Linked DNA regions of Mus musculus: all the other regions are linked to region 4. Evidence: chromatin contacts called from public Hi-C, HiChIP or PLAC-seq and Micro-C data. All regions are on one chromosome and are shown on one strand. Each heading gives the region's core, a stretch centred on a gene start, on an enhancer-like site or on the middle of the called end of the contact. The rest is flanking DNA. Distances are from core to core; before and after follow the strand shown.

What was found. Hi-C and Micro-C count contacts between places; a contact is called where the count stands out from the background. HiChIP or PLAC-seq counts read pairs in DNA pulled down with a chosen protein or histone mark.
Region 1: a contact with region 4 is called in an H3K4me3 HiChIP or PLAC-seq map of bone marrow-derived macrophages, with 3 times the contacts expected there. The contact joins the enhancer-like site here to the promoter of 5730420D15Rik in region 4. A contact is called at or near these places in 1 of 39 promoter capture datasets (pre-B cells), 5 of 115 datasets of contacts at active chromatin or transcription factors (astrocytes, bone marrow-derived macrophages, large pre-B cells and 2 more) and 1 of 9 other capture datasets (macrophages).
Region 2: a Hi-C map of cerebellum shows a contact between it and region 4, with 1.9 times the contacts expected there. The contact joins the enhancer-like site here to the promoter of 5730420D15Rik in region 4. A contact is called at or near these places in 5 of 39 promoter capture datasets (cranial neural crest, hippocampal neurons, liver and 2 more), 17 of 484 Hi-C or Micro-C datasets (B cells, the C2C12 cell line, the HPC-7 cell line and 12 more), 13 of 115 datasets of contacts at active chromatin or transcription factors (VIP interneurons, acute myeloid leukemia, astrocytes and 10 more) and 2 of 9 other capture datasets (adipose tissue and liver).
Region 3: a contact with region 4 is called in a Micro-C map of embryonic stem cells, with 2.5 times the contacts expected there. The contact joins the promoter of Tmcc3 here to the promoter of 5730420D15Rik in region 4. A contact is called at or near these places in 2 of 484 Hi-C or Micro-C datasets (both in embryonic stem cells), 2 of 115 datasets of contacts at active chromatin or transcription factors (astrocytes and embryonic stem cells) and 1 of 9 other capture datasets (adipose tissue).

What each region holds. Positions count from the first base shown.
Region 1 is chr10:94,827,910-94,831,374 of GRCm38.p6, forward strand. It overlaps Plxnc1 (plexin C1), which reads right to left. Exons shown (of 31, transcript NM_018797.3): 20 at 3,434-3,465. Among named protein-coding and RNA genes, the nearest start is that of Plxnc1, 120 kb to the right of the region's middle. Within about 2 kb of position 1,637, at least 232 of the 459 cell types and tissues checked have an H3K27ac peak or open chromatin away from gene starts, as enhancers often do. A contact at or near this core is called in astrocytes, bone marrow-derived macrophages, pre-B cells and 2 more, where this site is marked.
Region 2 is chr10:94,610,814-94,613,916 of GRCm38.p6, forward strand. It overlaps Gm32898 (a long non-coding RNA gene), which reads right to left. Exons shown (of 5, transcript XR_001779842.1): 4 at 1-3,103. Among named protein-coding and RNA genes, the nearest start is that of Gm32898, 11 kb to the right of the region's middle. Within about 2 kb of position 1,313, at least 2 of the 459 cell types and tissues checked have an H3K27ac peak or open chromatin away from gene starts, as enhancers often do. A contact at or near this core is called in cerebellum, where this site is marked.
Region 3 is chr10:94,513,156-94,516,616 of GRCm38.p6, forward strand. It overlaps Tmcc3 (transmembrane and coiled coil domains 3), which reads left to right and starts at 1,702. Exons shown (of 4, transcript NM_172051.3): 1 at 1,702-1,949. The coding sequence starts at 1,872. Gm40743 (a long non-coding RNA gene) reads right to left here and starts at 1,724. Exons shown (of 3, transcript XR_871960.2): 1 at 1,533-1,724; 2 at 1,177-1,433.
Region 4 is chr10:95,415,590-95,419,016 of GRCm38.p6, forward strand. 5730420D15Rik (RIKEN cDNA 5730420D15 gene) reads left to right here and starts at 1,786. Exons shown (of 5, transcript NR_045339.1): 1 at 1,786-2,090. Socs2 (suppressor of cytokine signaling 2) reads right to left here and starts at 1,268. Exons shown (of 3, transcript NM_007706.4): 1 at 1,029-1,268.

The DNA.
Region 1 (3,465 bases), core at 387-2,886, 590 kb before region 4:
CCCTGTCTCCAGCCCTCTCCTGTGAACACGTCCCACTGAATTGGGGGAGGGGGTTTTGATGGCCCAGATTTGAAGCCACTATGTTCAAAGGGACATTGGGTAGTTCAGGTATAGGCTGTGTTCTGCTTCCTGCCATCGGCTGAGGCATGCAGCCCTGGGGCAGTTTCGGTTCCCCCTAAACAATGAGGTTTCCAGGATCCATGGACACTAGGCCTGGTGGGGGAAAGGGGAGGGCTCCTCCCAAGCCAGAGTGCCTTAGTAAAGATGAAACAGTAGTTACATGGCTCCAATTGGAGCCCCCATGTTACCAAGTTCATCTGCAGAGCTAACTAATTCAGCTTCGAAAGGAGCATCCCTCTGGCTCTCTGTCTGATTTCCTGTGAACAGGAGGGTTACCGACAACCCTTTGGGGCCTCCCCTAACCTCTCCGCTCACCCCTGTCTCTGCCTTTGTACTTCCTCCAAGCACAGGTCCCTCCCTTGGTCTCCTGCCACCCTCTACCTCTCCTGGTCCACTTCCTCCCTGCCTCTCTTTGCTTCTCTCCCCTCTGCTGACAACTCCCCAAGTAGCGAGTAGCCTCTTCCTGATGCGGGACAGTAGCGAGTAGCCTCTTCCTGATGCGGGACAGAGAGGGGGATGTTCAGAAGTTTCCAAGGTGGGGCAAGGGGGACCAGTACCTGACATTTCGTTCTCATACGAAACTTCCTTTATTTCATGGTTCATTATCTCACCGAGATCTGCTTTCCGTCCACCCCCTTGGGAAAGGGCCTGACCACAAACCTAAGAACCTCACTTCTGCCTTTCTTACACATGGCAGAGACACACCAAGGGCCCTTGTGTGGGGACTGGGTTGGCCACATTGGTTGACGCAGAGGCCAGCCAGGACCCCCAGGGCTGGGCAGAGGAACAGCCACTGGCTCAAGGGCTCTCTAGTTAGGATTTTCCAGCATTCCCCAAATGGAGCTGGTGACATATGGCTTCACACTGCCCCTCGGGCCCTCAGTTCTAGCCCTATCGAGTCACCTCCAGCATCTTTTAAGGATCTCCCTAAGAACTTAGGTGCCTGTCCCCTACCCTGTGCCACATAGATACCTACTCAACCTAGATTTCGGTAGCAGAGGCAGGTTGAAAAACCTTTCTAGAGACACTGACTAGCCTAGGAAACCACCAGGCCACAAGATTTCTTTGTCGTCAACTAACACAAGGAATTGTATGTCTCATCTGTTGGGGGACATGTCTTCTCTCTTTAGATGACAGACCAGAGCTGACTATCAGCTCATTCAGAGGCTGGCACCATCCTCGCTACCCTCGGACCTACAGAATCACATCTATTCTGTCTGTCTTGAGCCCCCATAGGCAAAACAGCCATAAATGTACTTACCTCTGCAGACCATTAAGGGTTAAATGAGAAAAGATAATCCAAGCTCTTGGCCTGATGTCTGATGTATAGCCAACAGCAGTGCTTAATAGATGTCAACTGTCATATCTGTCCCTACCAGGCCTTGGAGTCTGGGAAGGGAGCTCACCTGAAGGTTGCTACCTGCTTAGCATCAATGAGCAGGGCAAGAGGAGGCCCCCCAAGCCCCTTGATAACTGGAGGGATTCTTCCACTGAAAGTGAAAGTCCCGCCCAGGACTGGCTGGCTGCCACTTCCTCTTGGGCACCGTGCCGCTCTCCCCCCTCACCACCGAGTGTTCCACACACTCTTGAATCAGCACAGAGAAGAAATCTTGACCCAGAATGCTTTGCTCAAGGGGGCCGCTTGGGCTTGGAGCCCAGATTTTTCTGAACACTTCTCCCCTTTCATGCCTAAAAGCAGCTCCTGCGAGTTCCTGGTAGGGAAGAGCTGGGAGTGAATTTCAAACCAGTAGACTTACCAGTGAATGGACACCAAGCCAGAAACACACAAGCAACAAAATGATACAGTGTCCACAGTGAACACGCTAACCCGGGGGACTCAGGCAGCTGGGTGGGTTGGGGCGCTGGGGAATGGACGCAGATAGCAAGCAAGCTTACTGGTTTTAAACAAAACCTCAGGGTGCGTGTTTGCTTTCTGTTTCCTCTGAGCATTGTACACATTAGCCACAGAGTTTTTAGAGAAGAGACTGGTGGATGCCATTCTAGGGCTTTTGGCTTAGGGTCAGCTGAGGATTAAGACCTGGGAACCTGGGAGAGGGTCTAGCACCTGTGTTCAGCAGTGGCCACCCACCCAGCCTCAGGGAGGCCCAAAGGCAGCTCTCTCCAGAAATAACCACTTGACACATCCCCAGAGCAGATGATATATACCAAGTAAACAGAAAAGGAGGCAGATTTCATTAATCTTAATAAACGGCCATTGCCTTGGGAGTGGGAAAAGTCAGTTAAAAAAATTTTTTTTAAATGTTGCGTATCTACTCTTAAGATTGCATTAAACATTAAACTAGGCACAGTCTAATTTAAAGTGCTGCTTGTGGATCTCAGCTTAAGCAGCCCTGTTAAAACCTGTGGCATAGCAGTGTATCTTATTCAGGGTTTAATTAGATTTTGAAGCAAGCTGCAAATACACAATTATGCCGTTTTGCTGGAATCTGGACGGCTGGTGAAGTTAAAGATGGATAAGAACCTCCCTCCATCCCAGGGCCTCAGAGCGATGAACAAAGACCATGTTCAACAGAAACACCCTGATTTTCATTTTAATATTTTATAATAATGGCCAATATTTATGGGGTTCTTACTCAGTGCCGAGCAAATGGTGTACTCCTGCTCATCTGGGCTTCAAAACAGCCCAATGATATTCATCTTTTGTTAACTCCACAGGTAACATGCCAAGAAGCGATGGAGCCGTCTTAACTCCAGACCCAGCCCTGGGCTCCAATGCTCATAGAAAGTTTGGACTCTGAAAGATTTGAAGGTTCAATGAAATTCAACCATATGCCATAGTCACTTCAAGAAAGTGAACTCGGAGGACAGAAGGCTCTTTGGGGATTTGCTTTACTGCTGAACACCTGGGAAGAAGGGACCGTCATTAGCTGCCAGTGTGCCAGTGAGTAATGAGTATTTCCAACATGTTTTAAAGGACTCAAGAACAGTTTGTGCTCATCAGCGTTTTAAACAGTCTCAGGTCTCGGGACGTTTTCCTACATAGGCTAGCAGAATCAAGGGTGTTAACTAAGATAAGAAGATGAGCTCGCATATAAGAATCTTACCCAAGAGAGCCCTACGTGAATTATATGTACCCTAGGGACTACTAACAGCAGCAACAAACAAAGAAAATAAACAAACAAGACCCGCACAATTGTTATTTTCCATTCAATCTGGAAGACCCACGATCAAGTTCAATTAAACGCTGACTGCACAGAGCATTCTGGACTTAGCTCCACAAAGACACCAGTGTGGGCTAAAAATAATTGCCTATTGTCTTACCTCTGACACTGCAGAGCCCTGTGACACTTACCCGGAGGAAACCGGAGAGACAGACAGACATCC
Region 2 (3,103 bases), core at 63-2,562, 810 kb before region 4:
CAGGTCTGTGTGTATGTCTATGTGTGTCTGTGTGTGCCTGTCTCTATGTGTGCATGTACACAAATGTGTGTGCTTGTATGTGGATTTGGTGACTGAGTATGGGTTAGTGAGTACATGTATGTGTGTGTTTATGTGTATGTGTGTGTGTGCATGGATATGTGTGTGAGCTAATATTTGGAAAGCTGTCTGTGACCTGCTCCGAGTGACTTTTCTGAAGAACACTGAAGAACTTTAAGACACAGCTCCCACATTCATGAAGATTTTATCTTCTAATTGGCTGCATAAGACACTAACACATGAAGAAGCTAGAAAGTAGTTAAACTACTGTGTGTGTGTGTGTGTGTGTGTGTGTGTGTGTGTGTGTGTGTGTGTGTGAAACATGGGGTACAAACTGGGGCCCATGATGGTGTAAGCCCTTAAGGGCATCTTGGCCAGCACAAGCATTGTCTTTCAAATTGTCTTATGTGTTATAACATAAGATTTAGTAACTGGCCATCTTAAGGTGTAGAGTCCAGTGGCTTTCTGTACATCCATGTTGCTAGGCAACCATCTCTACCTCCCATTCCCATCCTGCAGAACCAAAACCCCACCTCCACTCAGTAGTAGCTGTCTGTCATTGCCCTCTCGCCCTGGCCACCATCATTCAACTATCTCTGTGACCATGATTACCCTAAGAACATCATACACACAGTACGTAGCCTTCTGTGATTGACACCTCACTGAGCAGTCCTCTAAGCTCATCCGTGTCGAAGGCTGTATCCACATTTTAATCCCGTTTAAGGCTAAGTAATACTATTTTGCAAACGTACACCACACCTTGTTACCTGTTTGTCTGGCAGTAGAGATGGGGGCTGCTTCTGTATTTACACCTCCTGTGACTAATCCTGTTATGAACACAGGCATGCAAATAAATCCTCGCTGCTTTCAGAAACACGGGGCTCCATCCCCAGAGCTGAAGTCGCTAAGTCACACTCCATTCTTCTTAGTCTTTGGAGAATCTGGCACGCAGTTTCTCAGATTGGCTTGCCTCCTGTTATATTCCCACCAGCCGAGCGCAGGATTCCAATTTCCCCTCACCCTTGCCAGCACGTTCCAGCTTCTACTTCTTTTCATTTTTTGATGGTAGCCATCATAATAGGTACAAAGTGGCCAGCAATTGCTTTAAAAAAATTTTTTATATAGTTGCTAATGTTTAAGGTCTTCTTGTTTCTAATCCACATTCCCACTTCATTTGAGAGACTGTAAGACTCTGGCGGGCCTCAGCCTGCACTTGCCTCTGGTGACAAGTGTCTGGAGCCAAGCAGCAGCTGTGCCCCTGGCAGGGACAGGGTCTGCATAGCCAGCTCACCTCACTGTCTCTCTGCATGGGCTCTTGCACACAGGGCCAAGGCAATGCCTCTCCCGCCAAGGTTGTTGCTTTCCGTAGCACAGTCAGGAAGAAAGAGAGCTGTTTCATATACCTACCCTTCATGAACTCGGAGAAAGATAGACACCAACAGGAACACTGGCAGCCAGCACAAGGTAAGGGAGGCTGCTTAGATTTAACCCACAAACACCATTCCTCACACTAACCTATTCCCTGCCTGGCCCTGTAGGCACTAGGCTTGTGGTCCTGGCTAAACAACTCAGCTGGGAGGTATTCCCAGACAAGGGTTGTGCTGTGAGCTGGTCCAATCAGGCATTTTGGAAAGGGAGGTAGAGTTTCACCTCTGCTTGAAATCTGATACATCAATCAGACTTGAGCTTCATCAATATAAGTCATATAAGTTGGCTCCCTCATACTTCAGGAGGCTACAAGCCCAACATGGAGATCTCTGCAGGGCTATCTTCTGAGGCCTGGCTGCTGGGCCTGTAGAGGTTCTCTTTCGTGTTGTCCTCTCACCATCTTGCTCTGTAACTTGATCCTGTGGCGTAGTGTTCTTTACTTGCGGGATGTCAGTCATGTTGGATTAGAGCCCGCCCACAGGACCTAGTACCTTAACTGTCTGGCATGATGCTGTCTCCAGATGCTTGAGGCTTCCGCATGAGAACTGTTGAAAAGATTCATTCCACAGCAGATGGAAAGAACAGGAAGGAGGGATGGGAGAGACACAGTGGCCTTGGAGTTTAGCTTCTCAGTACCTGTTATGTTGCTAACATTACAAATTGTCACAAATGTTAGTTGAAATATAGAAGTTACATTTTTTTTCCCAGAAGAGCACTCAAATCAAGTATGGGCAGGGATGGGGCTAGAGTAGAGGGGCTAGTCTTCTACCCCTGTTAGCTTCTAGAAGCTCCATAGCTTTCTGTGGTTTGCAATCCCCATGAGTCTGAATTCTGCTCCAATCACATCTCCTCCTCCTCCACTTCTTCTTCCCTGTCCCATTGGTCCTCCCAGATTTCCCTGAAGCTCTTCCCACACTAAGATTCTTTACCACATTTGTAAAGCCCTCTGGCCATGTAAGATAACTAATACAGGTCATAGAATAGTGTTGCATGTAGTTTTATGCTCTATCCTCCTTTGACCCCAAGAGTGGCCACAATACTAGCCCCCTCCCAGCTTCCCTTGAATCCTTGGATAAAAGACACAGACACACACAGTTGTTTCTTTTGAACTTGCCTTAGGACACAAGTGCTGGGCACTACTATCTACCACCTAGAAAAGTGTGCCCCTACCAATTTCTTATCTCAGCTTCTCACATCTGCCCTAAACCTTGGTTGCTAAACTCCACTGACCACTTACTTGCCTTTGGACCAGCCTGTGTGGCTACTCTGTTTTGAGATCTCATATGGTTGCCTGGTTCACTTTTCTCCAAAGCAAGATGAACTCCATTCTCCTTCTTTGTGTCTCCCTGCCTCCAGGGACCTGGAAGTTCCTCCTGTACCTTCCATCCAGCAATTGGCCTATGGCTTTCATTACTGACAGATAAAGAACCAACTGGGGAACAGGACCTTAGCATCGGCATCAACCCCTACAGAGTAGGACACTGTGGTGGTTTGCATAATAATGGCCCCCATAGACTAATATATTTGGATGCTTAGACATCAGGAAATGGAACTTGGATGGACAATGAATGGGGAAGATTAGGAAGTATGGCCATGTTGGAGTGGGCATGGCCTTGTT
Region 3 (3,461 bases), core at 452-2,951, 900 kb before region 4:
CAAAAGCTTCTCTGGACATCATAACTGAAATCACACACACACACACACACACACACACACACATCACAATCTATGCTTTTTGCGTGGAAGAATTTACCTGAAAATCTCTCTGAGCCTGGTGTGTGTGTGTATGCATGCGTTTTGTGTGTGTGTGTGTGTTTGTTTGTGTTTTATTTTAAAGGTTCTTTTCCCCTTTAAGTGGCTTTAAATTAGGTTTCTGATTCTTTTTAAGTTTTAATAATTTACTCTACTTTTGTGGCCACATTTAAGATGTATACTCAGTGAAAAAACGATCAATAAACAAACAATCCTCCCATCTGCCCTGTAGCTGCTCAGTTCTCCTTTCCCAACTTAAGCTGCTTGTTCACTTATTCCTGTAGCTTTTTTTTTATCTTGTCAGAAATGTGCCCTGTGTATATATAAGCACAGGCATATATCTATATTTATGTATATGTATGTATGTATATGTATCTATATTTCTCTATATAGATATGATACACATTGCACTTTCAATAAATGGTAGAACACTATATTCTCCAGCACCTTGCTTTTCTTCACTTAACTATACATGCTAGAAATGACTCCACAGAGGGCCATCGCAACTGCTACACTTGTCTAATACTCCACTAAGTCGACATGCTTGGTTCCCTGGTCTCCTTGTGAGTGAATGACACATAGGTCAGGTTGTCCTCAGTCTTTGAAAAGGCCTCCTATCGAGAGTTCTTTATCTTTCATCAATGCCTCTCACAGGACTATCAGATAGATGTCTTAGACTTCCATCCTGATCTTGTCAACTTCTGGTTCAGGGAGCCCAGCAGCTTGCCAAACACCCACAGAACAAAGCTGAACTTAATGTTGAAAGTACATTCCCCCCACCCCCTACCCCCGACTCTCCGTTCTTCTACCTGATCCCTTTTTGCCTGAAGACACCCACTAAACCGACACCTTGAGGGTCCCCTCCCCCACCCCCACCCAACGCACAGACCTGTTTTCTCTCAGCCAGCTAGGGGGATAAACACCTCCTCCCCTCCCTGTAGGCAGATCACACTGCACTCTGAGCCTGTTAGGATCAGTGATTTAAAACCTGCCAATCCGGTCTCAGGGGCACGTCTCACGAAACCACTGGACCTTGTGTAGTTAATTTGGGGGTTAGGCAACCGATACCGCATTGATTACCAATCAGTACTTTTTCTCTTCAGATTCCAAATTCCTTGTGGGCAGGGAGCACTCGCTGGGACTAGAGAACGCTCAAGTGGAAAGATGTCCCGGTTTCAAAGTAGCTTACAACACAGTGAGTCACACAAGCACAATTAAGATACACAACACAGTGGGAGTGCCGCTCCGTGGAATACTAGATGGGAAAATGCCCCTCCGTCCTGGAATCCTTAGCCCACTGTCCAGGTCCAGGAAAGCTGTCCAGCAAGTAAGTGTGCCTGTTGAGTGAAATATGTATATATATTTCATTAAGGCATCCGGCAACCTCCTGTGTGCTCAAACCCGTCTTTTTTATCACACTCAAGTGGGTCCATAACCTGTGCCAGCGTCGCTCATCTGAGCCGGGAGAGGCGTGGGAGCGCGTGGGCCCCGTTCGCAGGCAGGGAGGGCAGCTGAGCCCGGCACCTGGAGCGGGTCTAGGCGCCGCGCGGGCGCAGGGGCGGGGAGCGGGGAAAGGGGCGGAGACTGTCGCCCGCCTCCCCACCCGGGCGGCGGCGCAGGGCCGCGGGGTGTCGGCAGCAGCTGCAGCGGCCCGCGCCACCCCCTCGGCCGCGGCTCCGGGGCGAGGGTGAGCGGAGCACGGCGAGCAGCTGCCACCCGGCGCCGAGTGGAGCGGCAGCCCCGGAGGACGCAAAGTTGTCAGTCTAAGCGCAGACATGCCGGGCAGCGACACGGCGCTCACCGTGGACCGGACCTACTCAGACCCCGGCCGGCACCACCGCTGCAAGAGCCGGGTGAGGGCGCGCGCAGGGCGGCGCGGGGGTGCGAGTCTGCGTGGGGAGGGCGCGGGCCGGGTCGGCTCGGAGGCTCAGCACCGTAGAACCCAACGCCGGCCTCTCCCGGCCGGGAAGGTCCGGGGAAAACCTGCGGCCCGGGGACGCTGGGCCACCGCTGGAATCGGAGGCTAGCCAGTCCTATTCCACGACGGTGTCGCCGGGCTCTCCTCCCCGCCAGAGAGCGCACGCTGCCTGCCGGGTCCCCGGGACTCCCAGGGTCTGGCTCCCTCCCGGCACAGCCACCTGCAGGGCTCTGCATTGCTGCTGCGTCCCCTGCCTGGCAGCTGAGTCCCCTGCACTGTACGCCCGGGACGCGCTGCCCAGGTCAAAAGTCGATCTCGGCATGGACGCTCCGGAGTTGGGAGCCGTGCAGAGCGGGTGCCTTCGCCACGGTTTGCAGCCTAATTTGCTGTTGCTGATTTTGGCTGTGAGCGAAAATAGCTCTTCTGAGCAAGCTGTGGAGACCGGCCATGGAGGGCTTCACTATAAAGACGGAGGCCACAGCCCCAGCTCTGGGCCCCTCCTGAGGAACACTTTCCCTTTTGGGAAGCTCAAGTGTCCAGCAAGGATGTGACACCCCCCCCCCCATCCCTTCTTTTGACGGACTAAAGTGCCATTTGAAACAGCACCTCCTCCACTCTGGCAGGCGGCACCTGGAGTTGTTCTCTGAGCCTCCCAACTTCTGGCTTGTCCGAGGAACTGGGGATTCGATGTCGGCTTTCTTGTATAAAGTTCGTAGAGATAGACCGGGCAGAGTTTCTACCCTTCCACCTCTAAGATCAAGTTGCGGCCATAAGTGATAGGCATATGCAGGGGTCCCTTATATATAATGTGGGTATGCAGTCACAATTTGAAACAGTAGTCGATTCTCCCAGAAGTGGCATGTTTACCTCATTTCTCTTTTCACTTTAGCGCCTCTTAATCAATTTAGGAAAAATGATTAAAAAAAAAAAACCCACAAATTTAATGAGTTTGGTGGAATCGCTCCTGCATCGACCGACTCTTTCTCGGTTTCATTAGAAGTTTCATAACAGTGCACCAGGAAAGTATTCCCAAACTCCCTAAGAAAAACATTTAGAGTTTTGGTTACCTGCAGTCAGAAGTTTGCTTGGGAGGGCAACTACTCGCGAACCCAGCTGACTGAAGGAAAGGTCTTTTTTCATAAAACATTTGTAACCCGGTGGGGGTGGGGGACAAACGTAATAGAGCAGTCACAGGTGAGACGGTAATGCTAAGATAATTTGAGAGCCTGGGTTGTCATAACTTAATGGTCTCTGTAAGCAAGCAGGGTTGGTAACTCCTGGGGGCTGGTGAGCTTGTTGACAAACTTGGAATGAGCTTGAATGAGTTGTTGCGGGTCAGGTAGAGGTGGGAACTGGTGCTCACACACTCAGTTGGGGAATGGAAGGACTAGCTGAACTGCAGCGTCTTCCCCACACCTGTCTCTCCTTAAAGTGACCAAGACATCAT
Region 4 (3,427 bases), core at 536-3,035:
GCAGTTCTCTGCACTTGGCATTTCCATCTTACATTTCGAGCAGCCCCAGGGCCCTTGGGAGGATGCATCCGGCAAAACCTGGTTCCACGCCCTAAAGCGCCGCAGGGCTCCTGGGTCGCCAGCCGAGGGTGCTGCGGTGCGCTAGCGGCGCGCCAGCCGCTGCATCCCTGCCTCGGAGGCGGCCTCACCCCCACTCCTGCCGCTTCCTGGAGCACGCTCCAGACGAGGATGGGGGGCTCAGCGGCGGTCGCTCCAAAACGCGGACCGCGGCTCCTGCGGCTGCCGCCGCGGGCGCTGTCGAGGAATCGGCCGGAGCGTGCAGCCCCCGCCGGAGCTCCAAATGAGGCCGGGGCTGAGCCCGCAACAGCGAGCGCAGCGGGCCATGCCATCAACTGGGACTGAGGTCTTACCTCCACCGCCGCGACTGCCGCCTCCGCACTAGGCAGCCTCCCCAGCGGACAAGGGGCGGGGGAGCCAGGGGGCAAGGAGGGGTGTCCGTCTGAGTTCCCCGGGTGACGTTTATTTGTGGAAGGAGATGCCTGGGGATGCAATCGGCTCTGCGCTCAGTAAAAGCAACCGAGTTTTTCTGCGCCAAAGGCAGACAAAAATCCCAGGGATCGTCGCCTAGCTTCCCCCCCCCCTCTCCGCCCCAGGCTGACACCCCTGCTCGCCAGTGCCGGGTTTCCCTCCAGTTGAAGCGGAGGAGATGGGAGAAAGAGAAGGGGTGGGGTGGGGGAGCAAGGGCGGAGGCTGGCGGGGAGGAGCGGGAGATCAGGTTATTAGGATTATAAATTTGGGTAGCAGTTGTTGGGGGGTGGGGGTGCTCGGAAAATTTCCCGAGACCGAGAAGGAACCCGGGAGAGAGGAGGCAGTTGAGTCCGGATGGGGCAGAGCCCCGACTTGAACTCTCCCGGGGCGCCCTAAACTGCGGACGCCCAGGCGGTCCGCCGCCGCCCCCGTGCTCGCACCCCGCCGCCCTCCCGGCCACTGTCCCCCCGGGCGGAACCTTCGGGCTTCGCGAGCGGTACCTGCCGCAAGCTTCCGGGCTCCGGGCACAAGGGATCTTGAGGGCGCGCGCCTGGAGTCCCGGCGCGCACTGTCCGAGACCCGCGCAGCGTTGGCGGCTGCGGGAGGAAAGGCTCATGCTTCAGGGGGGAAGCCCAAGGCCCGGGAGCCGCAGAGGCGGCGAGACTTGGCAAGAGTTAACCGTCTGTCCCCGGAGCCGAGTGTGCGCGCGACTTCCCAGCCCGACGCGCCTCCCTCGCTCCCCGCCTCCCGCCCCTCGCGCCCCGCCCGGCCGCGGCGGAGGCCGCTTTCCAGGAACTTTCCAGGAATCCGCCTCACGTGACCGCAGCCCCCGCCAGCGCTTTAAAGAGGCCCCGGCCGCTAATGCGCAGGCTTCAAGGGAGCCGGGTGGAGAGAGCCGGTGCGGGTGCTGGTGCTGGTGGCTGCGGGGTGGAAGCCTGCGACTCCGCCCTCCTCTGACCCTGCACCTCGGGGTGCTCGGGAACAAGGAGAAGTCCCCAGCCAATGCCTATTAAGCCACCAGTACCTGCCCCTGTGTCTGCAACAGCTGAGCACCTCGGTCCCGCGAATAGCAGCCCCTCTTCTCCCCAGCCCTCCACGTAGGAGGGAACCTTTAGGCCAGCCATCCACCCCGCTGTGCGCCTGCCAGACGCGACCCTCCTCTCCTCCATGTGGGATGCAGGACCAGCGTGCGGGAAGGGGGCGGGGCTCAGATGTCCGTCCCTCCCTCTCTAAGACACACACAGAGCTAGAGCTAGCACGCCACTGCCCAGGTCGACTACCACTCCCGGGCACCTCGGGAAGCGAACCAGAGACTGTCCCCTCCGCCAGCATCCTAGAAGGCCAGGAAAGAGACGAGCTGAGCGCCTCCTTAAAGCTGCGCAGACTGCCCTCAATCCCTCCCCCCTGGAGCTCCAACTGGTAGTCCCCTGCATCAGCCTTGCCCAGCTTCTCCTTTCCTCCTCAGCTCAACTCCTGCTTGCCCTTCGGGAGACCCACCCTGGCCACCCTACAGAGGAGGTGCCCTTACCTGTGCCCGGGTGGGGTGCGGGGTCACAGGCCTGGTGCGTTTGTCTCTGTGAATCCTTGCAAAGCCAGGGACCCGGAGTTCGTATTGATCCCAGTACTTCTTTCCTATTGGGACCCTCACCTCCCACTCTGTAAGAGGCCACCTAGCCTCCGCGCCGGCATCCAGGCACGCCGGCTCCTGAAACGTGACCCACTTTGAATGTGACCTACTTTTTTTTTTTTTAACAGAAAAACAAAAACAAAAAAAAAACACTCATGGGAAAACCGGATTCGAAATTTCGATAACCATTTTTCTTTGAAATACTGTTCTGTTGCCCCACTGCTCAAAAGCTTGAAAGGTCAATGGCCACTTTTAGTTGAAGCTGTGTCTATGGGGAAGTTGGGCAAGGGTGGCCAGGAGAGGTTGAGAGAGGCGCGGCTTCCAAGCCTTGCCTGGTGCCCCGCCTGCCGGCCCTGGAAGGAAACACAACACGACCGGCCAATTCCAAGGCCCCGAACCAATTTTTATCCACAGTAATTTTTTTCCTCTTAAATAATTCTATGCACTTACAGAATGGTGAACGCGAGGGGAGGACATAAGCCAGCTTACAGGGGCTTTGTCAGCGATAGATTCGTATGTGTGGCCGCGGAGGGGGGAGGCTGTTTTCCTGGAATCTTTGATGGGAAGGATGCCTCTTACTCAAGTTTTAGAAAGCCTGTGTAAAGCCAGGGAGTAACTTAGCAGGATGCTTACCTTCTTTAGGTCCCTAACGTTTTCTGTAAACTTAAAAACAAGATGTCGGTGAAAGGTTAGCATGAACGGACAGGCGGATCCCTCTGGAGTTCTGTGTAGTGAGTTGGAGGCCCAAGTTAAACTTTTTAAGCCTCTACAATGTGCAGGGATAACTAAGACCAACGTTTTATGAATGGTTGATCCTTTCTTGGTAGAAAACCTCAGAGGAAGTGGAAGTGTGTGCCTGTGCTTCTGCACTCCTAAAGGGTTTTGGTTTTTTGTTGGTTTTTTTGTTGTTGGTGGTGGTGTTTTTTTTTTTTTTTTTTTTGAGATCATACAGATTAATTTTTCTTTGTCAGGTGTAGTAAATCTTCCAGCCTCCTTACTCTACTGAGTACTATGACCAAACCACCTGGCAGAGGTGATGGAAGGGAGGAAAGATTGATCTCGGTTCATGGTTCACAGGACACATTCCAACATGGCAGGAAGGCTTGGAGCCTGGAAAGCACCCTCCACGGGAGGCAGGAATTAGTGGTGCAGTCAGCCTTAGAAGGGAGACAGGAAACCGGTTTACATCTAGCACTCCGGTGCCCTACACCAGCAACTCACTTCCTTCAGCTGAGCCCCACAGTGGTCCTCATCCTCCCTAATGCAGCGACC